2 separate regions of the Gossypium hirsutum genome follow, and region 1 is linked to region 2. The links are chromatin contacts, called in public Hi-C maps. All regions are on one chromosome and are shown on one strand. Each heading gives the region's core, a stretch centred on a gene start, on an enhancer-like site or on the middle of the called end of the contact. The rest is flanking DNA. Distances are from core to core; before and after follow the strand shown.

Region 1 (6,513 bases), core at 2,851-5,350, 70 kb after region 2:
CGGTTAGAAGCGCCTACAAACTATTACAGGAGGGTACTCAAAATCCTATTAATTTACAAACCGAAACTAAAGCCTTTTACAAAAAGCTATGGAATTTACAAATCCCCTCGAAAGTCAAAATTACAATATGGGGAATTTCTTGGAATTACATTCCTACTTTTGCTAATCTGAAGATTAAAAGTATAGTTGCTGATGCCCAGTGTCCTCGATGCAACAAAGAATAGGAGGATTGCAATCATATCTTTCGTGGATGTCCTACAACAACAGAAGTTTGGAGACTTTTACAGTTATCTTGGCTACTCAATAATACTTAGGACAGATTATGGAACTAGCTTACATGGGTATTTAGTCGAGGGTCAAATGAACAGTGCCGACTTTTCTGTTGTGGGCTTTGGGTAATCTGGACAAGTAGGAACATATTTATATATGAAAACAGACAAACAACAAGCAGGGACATCTCTTTTAAAATCTCAGATTTTATTTCAGAGTTAAAAGGAATCGAGGAGAGGAAACTTAACTTGGCAGGAAATGGTGGTTCGAGAACTGAAGAAAGAAGAACGAGTGTGTCAGTCTTCTTTGATGCAGCTTTCGATCAGCAACAAGCAAGATCTGTTTCAGGTTTGATTGTTCGAGGTAAGGGAGGGGAGATTTTGGCTTCAAAATCAGTAATCCACACCAATATAGCAACTCTATTCGGGACAGAGGCATATGCAGGGTTACAAGCCTTAGAGTTAGGAAGGTCTATGGGGCTCAAAGACTTACAAATAATAGGAGATTCGAAAACGATTATCAAAAAGTGTCAAAGCTCAGAACAAGACAGATCGACCATCGGAGCTATCATAAAAGATATCCAAGATATAAAAGTCATTTTTAACAGTATTGGCTTTTGTCATATTCCTAGAACAGAAAATATGTATGCCCATTTGGTTGCAATAGAAGCTTTAAAGAAGGGAGAAGGACATTACCTGGTTAAGGCGGTTTCGAATATCGTTCATTGAGTAGTGGAGAGGGAGCGTCTAACATATCAAAATTGAGAGGAAAGAGACGACTGTTGAAAGGAGTAGCAGAAGGTTAAAAGATGGCTGTGTCGGTGATAGGAAATGAAAAGATAATGGAGGCCAGCTGTTTCTTGTTCAACTGAGATTTCTAGAAGCTTTCTTTTACTTTACCGTCAGTTTGTTTTTATTTATTTTTTAAGGCCAACCTTATCAGGTTTCTTTGAATTTATGGGCCATTACATGGGCCAGATTTGTTTATTTCTTATGATTTGTTTTAGGTTCGTTAAAACTGAACTTTGAGCCTATTTGGCTTTGTTTTTTTTATCTCAGTTGAAATTTTCAAAAAAAAAATCTAGTCCATTATTTTAAATGGTTGAATTTTGATTTAGTATGAGTTAGTAGTCTTTGTTTTATATTTACATTCTAATGGTTAAAGAATTAGGATTTTAGTTTAAACTCTTGTAGATAAATTTTACCTTTACCCTTAAGAGTTTGAGGTAGCTTGAACTCTATGGCTTGGGTGCTTATAAATATGGCCAACCTTTTTAATGTGTATTCATCTTGGAATTTTTGTTGTTTATGAAAAAACTTTGGAGGTTTTTTTTTCTTTTTGAGAATATTCTTTTCAGAAGAAATTTTAATTTTGTTTCTTTCAAAATATTTTGTGGAAATTCTTTTAACTCTCAATTTGTTAAGGATCATACTTGAAGGGTCGTTTGCCATTCTTCTACCTAATTGTCTTTTTTGAAACATATTGTTTCAAGGAAGAACAATCTTTCACCTCTTTTTTGTTCACTTCTCTCTTCTCCCAATCTCTTTTATTTTAATTAACCTCTATCTTCATCTTGTGTTTAATTTTTTGTTTTCTCTTATTTTCATATTACAACTTGAATCCATCCTATCTAACAAATAGCTACTTACAACATTGGTGGAACTGCCACTGTCGATTATTAATGAATAAAGCTTCCCTTTATCAAGCAACGTGAATGGAAGATATTGGAGCATTGCTCATCATCATCTTTAAATTGCATGTTCGAAGTACGATGGACAACAAGACACCAAGGATGCAAAAAATCCTCACCAATAGTAGGTGGCTCTAACACTTCTTCCTTAACAGAACCCCTAATAGGGTTATCCTCAATCAAATCTAGCATATCAAGATCTTCTAGATCAGAGTTAGATGTAATTTTCACTATTATCATGAATAAGCATTATCCATTTACTTGGACATTCATAATGGAAATACCTTTTTACCATTGCATTTGAAACATCAAATCTCTAGTTTATGACTCAAAGAAGATGAAGTAGCAACATTTGGCCCTTCCAATCCCTTCTTGAAAGCCTTTTGACACCCATTCTTGTACCCCATTCTTGTACCAACATATTGACTTGAGCTTTGAATTGAGTTACGAGGCCTTGTAACAAATTAAGCCTGTCACGTCCATGAACCCAAAAATGACTTTTGATACTCATATAAAAATGTTCATCCAATGGAAAGACTCAATGCAAACTTGATGAATAAGAGTCAACTTTGTGATCAAAGTATCATGTGAGATTAGCTAAAGAAAACTACATATGAAGTATGAGGCTCGAATGATAAGTTTGTTATGGAAGGTGCTAGAGCTTTTGATAATTGTTAGGTTGGTGCAAAATAAATCTAACAAAAAGGCTTTTCATTATGTAATCAATATGTTGATTTATAAGTCGACTCACATGAAAAAAAAAATCTTTTTTAATAAAAAAAAGGAAAAATATGCATAAAGGGATTGATATTTGTATTGGCTGGTAGTCAAACTTAATATCCATAACTAAATCTAAACAATTAAGTGAATTAGCATAAATTTAATTTTTATAAATAATTAAATACGATGAAAATAACATGAAAGCAACACGAATACAGTGACATATAAAACAATTTCTTAATGTAGAAAAACTGAAACCTAATTCAACTTTTGATCATGATATTCATATGGTTAGTTATACTAAACATATTATGATTAGTATTTGATTGAGTTTTATTAGTATTATATTAATCATGTCCTTTAGTTAGGCTAGTCATTGATTTGGGCGTTAAATGCAAGTTTGTAGTTGATGTGAATCGTACTTAAAACAATTTGATCCAATTGTTAATACGCCTACCTAATGTATAAATAACTTGAATCGAACATGTAAAAAGAAGTCAGTATCATTCAATGTATAAAAATGATCTGTGATATATTTAAGCTGGCATTTATACCTACGCTAATGGCTAGATTGAAGAAAGTGCTCAACTGATACAATATTAATACTTTAAGAACTCAATCAAAATATTTTGAAATTTGTAGGCTAATTTAAAATTTAAGTTATAGTTCGAGTACGTCTTGATTAGTTAACCCTATTTATGTTAATTATGGCACATACTATTATCTAATACTTAATGCATTTGTATTGTGTTAATCTCTACTTTTGCGTCATATTTTTGATCCAATACATAAATGAATCAATTTAGAATTAAAATTAAACCATGATAATAAATTATACAAAAATATAATAATTTGAGACAATGATTTCTACATTTTCAATAAACTATTTATTAAAAATTTTATAAAAAAATTAATTAATTTTTAATTTATTTTAATATATCAAAATTAAAATGCTAACCGTTCAATAAATTTGATTCGATTCAAATAATCAAATCTCATATTAAAATATTCTATTCTGAATAAAGATTTATCCGACTTTAATTTACGCATATAAAATAAATGATCTGATACCAAATATTTCTTAATTAATAGTTTAAAGTCCGTGTTATTTGTAAATACAAAAGTTTTAGGTAATAATCATAAATGTATTACCATGGAAGTTTTTTTGTGTTGTATGGTCCAACCAAGGAAACCATTATTAAATTTCAACCCACAGGGTTTTGGATGAGGCGCGACAAAAAATCCTAAGACGGAAAATTTCAAAATTCAGAAATAGGGGTAGGGGAGGCGGATGACAGAAGCTCATAAAGGGAAGCGCTATGAACACGCGTCGCTTTGTCCCTGCCTTTCCTTTTACTCCTTTCTCTCTCTTAACTGTCGGTGTTATAAAGTGATTCCGAATATTAGCTGATACTGTCAGTTGCAAGAATTGGTCATCAGTCATCACTTAAAAGCACCGAACAAATCTCCTTTTCCCCCCACTTCTGCAAAACCATCGTGCTCTACACGCTCTACACTTATTTAGGATCTTGTCTTAATATTGTACTTCAATTTCCAAACCCTTAAAATTAGCATAATGATCTATAATTTATTAAATTTAAATTAGTGGAGAGTGGAATCCACTCAAAAAAGTAGAAGCGTGAAGGGGAATGCAAAGCGGTGAATGCAAAAGCCGGCACAACATCAACAACCTCGCCGCTTGTCTCGAAATTTCCGCGTGACACGTACACTCGTACAACGTATCACATTGTCTCCTAACTTGGGCGGCGCCTCAGTCAAACAACTAATTGACTGCACAGCTTCCTAACTCTATATATTAAAACTAATCCATACGCATTTGACTCAAACAAAAATATTTACAACTCAGAGAAAAAAAAAAAAAAAGGGAAAGCAAGTTTTTATGGCTCCCCAAGACAAAAATGCGAGCAAAACCTTGAAGAAAGCTAACGGTACTGGAAGTACGAGCAGCCAAGAGGTGCATTTCAGGGGAGTAAGGAAGAGGCCATGGGGTAGGTACGCTGCCGAAATCAGAGATCCCGGCAAGAAAAGCCGTGTTTGGCTTGGTACTTTCGATACGGCTGAGGAAGCTGCCAGAGCCTACGACGCGGCGGCGCGTGAGTTTCGTGGACCTAAGGCTAAGACCAACTTCCCTTTACCGGATGAAACCAACTGTTACAAGGGCCAGAACCAGCAGAGCCCTAGCCAAAGCAGCACGGTGGAGGAATCTGGAAGCCCAACGGTGGAGCGTGGAGTCAACACCTTGTCCGGGGCAGTAGGGAGATTCCCTTTCGCGTGCCACCAGCAGCTGGCTCTGGGTGGTGGAGTCGCTAATGGTGGGATTAGCGGGGTGACCCGGTCGCGGCCGGTTCTATTTTTCGAAGCGTTGGGGGGAGCTGGCGTTGTTGGTCAGGTTTATCCGGTTCGGTTCGATCCGGTGGGAGTACAGTTGGGTATGGGATTTGCAAGTGTAGTCCGAAGTGAACCGGACTCTTCATCGGCCATTCATTGCAAGGCAAGGAGACCTGGCCTTGCCCTCGATCTTAACCTTCCTCCTCCAGTCGATGCTTGATGTTTTGCATTTTTTTTTAAACGGAAAACGCCTTTTCATGATCTTAATTTTAGGCATCTGAGAGGTAGGAAGCTATGATAAACAAGAGGTGATAGTAATCCGTGTTTTGTATCATTTTAGACACGGTTTTATCTTTTAAATCCGATGTAAATAGTTTTACGACAGTAATCCGTGTTTGCAAACTGAGGAAAACTATGATCCATTATCTGAGATGATTTTGTTTATAACCTCTCGTTCAAAAATTAACCACTCTTTTTTACTTTTAATGAGAATCTTTCTTAATTAGGCTGTTGTTCCTGTTTTCAATCCTACTTTAGGAACTTAATCCTGTTAGTTTTGAAATTGGATACCTTTTCTCTGAATGGATTAAAATAATGAGAAAATGACTGGGAAACTAATTGTAAGAACTGAAACAGTTGTAGTTTATTTTTCTATTCTCATGTACTTCCTTTTCCGCAACAATCCATACCAATAGTGACGAAATAAAAAATTTAAGTACGAAAGGTAGCATGCGTTACCGACGGCTGATTTTCAAGAGTGATGTATATAATAATACCGTGTTTATGCTTGACAGATGGGTCGTGATTATGGTGATAGCCGGCAGGCACGTGTCTGTTTTATATTTTTGCCACCAATTAATTATCATTTAGTATTTATTAAAATTTGTATGTGGCGGCAGTAGGGGTAAAGGAAGAAAGGGACCCACGCGGCAAACCGAAAAGCATCACGTCAGTTAGACACGGGACGCTTTCTATTTCAAAACCGCTTCCCCCTTTCCCTAATGGGTCCCGCTTTTCGTCGGCGAAATCTGTGGAGTGGATTCTGCGCTCTTCTTTAATGATGTACTGTAATTACACGCGCTCAAATCGAAATGATTAAACAATTACACCGTTCACTGTTGTGGCGCGTGGAATGCAAAAGTTAAATGTAGGGGGGAGAAAGGACGATGAGCGGCTCGTGAAGGGAGGTGTTGAGTACGGCGCATACAAGCCGCAGAAAAAGTGTGACGTGTGGAAGTGTGAAAAGGCAGAGGAGAGGAGAGGGGTCAAAAAGCATTGCCGCCGCTGTAGGTTTTGTTTTGGGGTCATTGTCTCTGGGGTAGTTGTTGAGTGGGGTCGACCCTTTTATTTGGGTGTTGGATGATTGCGAGCCAAGTGTCTTGGGCACGTCAATGCAATGCAACCGTCAATAATAATAAGGAAAGGAGACAAGGCGAAGGCAAAAAAAGGTGAGTGGGGGCTTGGGCGGCTATTCCTAATTGCTA
Region 2 (5,779 bases), core at 1,192-3,691:
ATAAAAGGAAACCATGTGCCTTTATTTATTCTTTACAATTCCCAAATTGATTTTAAATATAGTGGAATTGGTACATTTCATCTTCTTTTGATATCTTACTAGAAAAAATTCAAAATATATGGCCTAAATTTTTTTGACAAATTTTAGCCAAAACCATACAAAAAATACATATACAAAACAATCCATTTCTTTTCAAAATTGAGTATTTCTTGGATTATATCTTGGAATTTTACTTACAAACATGAACAATACATGAGAATCACATTGCTAATTCGAAATTTCAAAAAAAAGGTGGAACAAATTCAATGACAAAAAATATGAGTCCAAGTATTTGGATGATGCCCGAACTAAACTACTGCCAAATTTCTTTAAGCGAAATCGACTGTCAACACGTTGTTGGCTCAAGCCAAAACCAAAAAGAATACATAAAATTTATGGTTGAAATGCTCAGCTCAAAAGATTTCGACTCAAAAAATGAGAAATTCTCAACATCTTCAATCAAAATAGTGGATCTTGATACTAAAACAGTGAAAATCACCCAAACCATGCATTGCCTAATAAAAAATCTAGTAGAATATTAAAATAACATACACAATAACTTGTTAAGTAATTTTATCTTTTGATAATAATATTAAAAATAAAATCTTAAACTTTATAAACCACAAAGCAGTTGATGGGCAAAATAACAGATACAAACGGGATCATTTAAGGCCAGCCAATAATTTATCGGTAACCAGCAAATTTATTTGGGTTATGAAATCCAACACAAACACCAATCTACTCCCGTTATTTTATTGCTTCTTGGCATGCCTTTGGCAAAAGCCTTTTATCCTTCCCAACCCTTCTTGGAGAAGAGAAGGTTCAATAGCAAAAGTAATGCGAAGCCAGTTCTTCAATCCCATTGCCATCCCTGCATCCATTCATTCTTTGTTTTTCAGTAAAACACTATCTGTTGAGGGTGAATCCGTTGAAGTCTTTGGTGTGCCCTTTTTTGAGCAACTGATCCGAATCTCAAACAGTAGATGTATTTTACTTAGGATATCTATACTTGATTTTAGTTCCGAGATTTTATCTTCCAACTCTAAGGAGAGTGTCTAGGTCCACCAAAAAAATGTTTTTATCATTTTGATCTTGGTAGGGTTTGAACCCATACCCTTAAAAGGTCTTAATTAGTAAAAACACTACCACTTGGCTAATCATACTTCCATTGTTTGAGGTCCAAATTGATTGCTGAAAAGACAAAACGGATTCTCCCTCAACACTATCAGTTCCTATGAAAACTACATTACATTACCTGGTAGAACAACGACTGATTCTTCTTCAGCTAACTTGAGGCAGAAATCCATATCATCATTAATGTCTTCCAACATTGATAGGTTCAACTTCACCTGCGTTTAAAGCTTACTAATAAAAATACTATTCTAATTTCTTCAGCATACATCATGAACATCAAACAACTCCCTTACCATTACAGACATTGATCCTTCCGGTTTCTTTGGACAAGTTAAGGAAGGTATCTCTTCAATTCTATTGTAGCATATATCAGCACATTTCCTCAGGGTGCTGATAATCTTTGAGAAAAAATCCTCCTTTGTATTCTCCAGGATTTGAGGAATCGCTGCCTGTTTCATAAAAAATGACGGGAATTCTAATTTGCCAGTGTAAATGTGTGTCTTAACAAAAGTATCTTTGATTACCAAACCTGGATAAAGGTAGCCGGATCAGAAGAGACATTGAGGAATTCTGCGATCGAATCAATTACCTGATAAGAGCCAAATTAGATCATTAACTTAACATGATCTCAACTTTTAAATATAGCACCACATATCTTAAACCAAAGAAATATAAAAGAAATAAGGGACAACCCCAGATTTTTTAAGAATGCTATTGGGATCGCTTGTGACAATCCACCCCAGGCGCCATCCTGGAACGATCCATCTCTTTGATATAGACCCCAGGGTGAGAACAGGCACGGTTGACCCCAATACTCGCATTGGCACATAACGAGTGCTTCCAATGCCAGATTGTCGTAAGCTTCATCAGAAATAACCAAAATCCCAAGCTTTCTTGCTGTCTCTGCAACCTAAGATTCAATAAGAAAATACTAATCAACATCTTGTTTTGGGAAGAGTCAGCAAATTACTCTAAAAGCTTTTTTAACCTTGTGCAACTGTTCATAGCTGAAGACATTTCCACAAGGGTTGCCTGGGTTTATAATAACCAAAGCGACCGTAGTCTCATCCGCAATAGTCTCTACAGCATCAAGATCAACCTCCCAACCTTTTTCAGGAAGAAGATCATAATGACGTACTTCCAGATGATTATAAGCAGAACAAGATTCATAGTATGGGAAGCCCGGTCTAGGAAGCAAAATATTGGCACCAGGACGGGAAAGAACATTTCTTGCTACTTCTATTGCTTGATTACACCCACTTGTGAGATAAACATCATCCGGTGATAACTTGCAAGGAAGGTCACGGTTGAGGTAATCTGCAATTGCCCTGTTGGAATTCAAACCGAACAAAGTCGATGACCATTCACTCATAAACAAACTTCAATAACACCTTTTTAAAGTTTTCAATCTAACTAACCTTCTTGCCGGAAGAACACCAGCAGAAGGCGCATAACAATTATGCTTAGCCGAACGTAGAGCATCAACAATGGCATCTTCAGCTGCAGGGGTAGTCTTGAAGCTTGGAAAATGAGAGGGGTCACCATGACCAAGACGAATGACTGAAGAGCTATTATCTTTGTTGATGCGGGCTATTATTTTGTTGAGATATCCTCGCACAGTGGAGGCTGATGCTGCGTTCAGCTCTTGCTTTCCACGGAAACCCCATCTCTTTGCTTCAATCTCCATCTTCTCTCTTCTTCTTGTTGCTATGCAAATGCAAATGCAATTGAGTCTGGAGTTAAATAGATTAATGCAAGCTGTCAGGCTTCAACAAACTCATGCACCAACCATTTTATTTTTACCCAAAAGAAACAGGAATTCACATTTGGTCCTTTTTGCGTTTTGATATTTCTTATCTTCCGATAAGATTTTAGATGGTCAAACAGCCTACAAGTTTTTTTTTTATGTTCCTTTAATGTTTTTCATTTTTACTTTAAAAATTAGAACTTTTTTTTTATTTTCAGTATTTTTAGTTTATATTCTACCTACTAATCAAGAGAAGATACGATAGTTCACGTACGGAGCAAGTGATAGACATAGTGGTGTGGCATCGTCCCTCACCCGTCACCATGTGACATATTGATTCATGAAAGGTATTCTGGTCAAATATAAAAATAATTATTGTTGATATCATTGGGTGAAGAAAAATTTATTTAAAAATCTATATTTATGATTGATGGTTTCTTTTATCTTGGAGTTAATTTTATTGATTTAAGTATATTTTCCACATGAGCTTTAAAATATTTTCCACGTTTCTTTCCCGGATTTTTTTAATGGTTGCTGACAGCTTTCGACTTTAAAGCATCTTTGAATATTCAAACAAGCATCAATTCTGTCAGAAAGCAACAAAATTAAAAAAAAAAGTTATGGCAAAATAATACACATTTATAATAAATTTGAATTTAATAAATAATTTTAATAATGTTTATAATGAGCAATTACATATAAAAGTTTTTTTAATTTATTAAAATGGGCCCGGTATATAATTATTTACCGAAATGACCCTATTTCCCGAAAAGCGCGTCCACGTCAGCGCGATGTCAGGGGATGTGGCAGAAAAACGCGTCCTTGAGGAAGCGTTTTGCCTATGTGGATAGAAATCACTCCCTCAAGGGCACGCTTTAAGTCCAAGTAGGCAAAACGTTTCCCCAAGGACGCGTTTTGCCCGTGTATCTTGCAATTCGGGTTTTGGATTATTAAGTTAGGGTTAAGGTTAGGGTTTTGATGTTTTTAAAATTTAGGATTTTAGAGAAAAAATTAAATAAGTAAAGGATTAGGGTTTAGGGTTTGTCAATTAAATTAATTATAAAATTTTTAAAATTGAATTAGGTTTCGTATTTATTATTTTTTAATAAAAAAATTAATTAAATTAGGGTTTAGAGTTACTTGAGTAATTTAATTAAAAATTATTTAAAAATTAGATAAGGGTTTAGAGTTAAGGGTTTTTAAGGAAAAATCAAATAAATTAGGGTTAAATGTTACTTGAGTAAATTAATTATAATTTTTTATAAAATTTGATTAGGAGTTAGTGTTTAGGGGTTTTAAGCAAAAACTCAAATAAATTAAGGTTTAGGGTTTAGGGTTACTTAATTAAATTATTTGTTAATTTAAAGAAGCTCCCACGTGGACGCGCTTTTGCTACAGTAGCTCTTGAAAAAATAATTTCGAGTAGGCATTTCTGAGCAAATAGTGTCAAAAAAGCTTTAAGCAGGATGCTTTGTCAGCAGAAGTACTGAAAGAAGCTCCCACATAGACGCGCTTTTGCTACAGTAGCTCCTGAAAAAATAATTTCGAGTTGACGTTTCTGAGCAAATAGTGTAAAAAACGCTTTAAGCAGGATGCTTTGTCAGCAGAAGTACTGAAAGAAGCTCCCACGTGGACGCGCTTTTGCTACAGTAGCTCCTGAAAAAATAATTTCGAGTAGATGTTTTTGAGCAAATAGTGTAAAAAATGCTTTAAGCAGGATGTTTTGTCAGCAGAAGTACTAAAAGAAGATCCCACGTGGACGCGTTTTTTCTACAGTAGCTCCCGAAAAAATAATTTCGAGTAGACGTTTCTGAGAAAATAGTGTCTAAAACGCCTTAAGCAGGATGCTTTGTCAGCAGAAGTACTGAAAGAAGATCCCACGTGGACGCGCTTTTGCTAGAGTAGAGCATGTTTGGCTGAGGCTATAAATGATGCAAAATTTTTTCTCAAATTGCATAACTTACAAAAAAAAATTAGAGAGGCTAAGAAGGATAGAAATTGAATATGAGTGAACGTATTAGTGCTGTTATTTACTATGATGGTGAGGTTTGCCACACCGAGAACGGTGTTATTTTTTTTATCGGAGAATACAGTGCGACTGGTTTTTAACCAGAACATAGATTTGACAGAACTTTGTAAAAGAATTAGGCTTAAAATATTCGGAGCGACGCCAATGAAAGTTCTGTCTATTACGTATCGATTTTGTTCTTCTGTTGATCTGGTGACATATGACTCGTTCGACATAAAAGGTGCTCGTAGCTTGGAGGCAATGGTGCAGACTCATCTTGCTAGTGGAGCACCCTATATTGAGTTATATGTACAATTTACATCGCCAAATGATGCACTTGCGACTGGTGTTCGAGAGGTATACGCGACCCCTGCTCGTCACTCGGTTAGTGGGTTACAAAATACAGAACAACCCATGTTTGGTAGCGGTGTGGAATACGGCTTGCTATGGATCATAAACCATGGCATGTATTCCGGCACGCACGCTAACTCTGGAACGATGATTGGTTCCCGAGTTGGTATATAATCATAACGATCTTCCCACATTTGGATGTAGCATGACCAGAATCTAGGCCAATCCGTATGCAATTGACGTAGGTCGATTTTGTGATGGTCATCCAACACCTCAAGTGCCATGGGAATCGATTGTCGGAATCCAAATTGTCGTAATACTCTGGCCGACTGGTGCATCTCCACAGTCGTAAAGTTGACCAATGGGACTTTCACATGCCAAGCGTTTGGATTTTGGAAGTACTCATTTGGAATTTCTGCCCGAATTGTCGGATCCTCGTATGGTGTCTATTGAAAATATGGTCATGATGGAAATATTAGTTATATACTAAATACGGGTTA

What was found. Hi-C and Micro-C count contacts between places; a contact is called where the count stands out from the background.
Region 1: a Hi-C map of leaf shows a contact between it and region 2, with 1.8 times the contacts expected there. The contact joins the promoter of LOC107909277 here to the enhancer-like site in region 2. A contact is called at or near these places in 12 of 34 Hi-C or Micro-C datasets (anther, callus, hypocotyl and 2 more).

The regions. Positions count from the first base shown.
Region 1 is chrD02:65,244,125-65,250,637 of Gossypium_hirsutum_v2.1, forward strand. LOC107909277 (ethylene-responsive transcription factor 9) reads left to right here and starts at 4,101. Exons shown (of 1, transcript XM_016836748.2): 1 at 4,101-5,515. The coding sequence starts at 4,581. The coding sequence ends at 5,249. LOC107909276 (a long non-coding RNA gene) reads right to left here and starts at 1,162. Exons shown (of 7, transcript XR_005910534.1): 1 at 966-1,162; 2 at 519-609; 3 at 338-400; 4 at 1-255.
Region 2 is chrD02:65,176,025-65,181,803 of Gossypium_hirsutum_v2.1, forward strand. It overlaps the pseudogene LOC107909274. Among protein-coding and RNA genes, the nearest start is that of LOC107909272, 30 kb to the left of the region's middle. Within about 2 kb of position 2,442, at least 3 of the 9 cell types and tissues checked have an H3K27ac peak or open chromatin away from gene starts, as enhancers often do.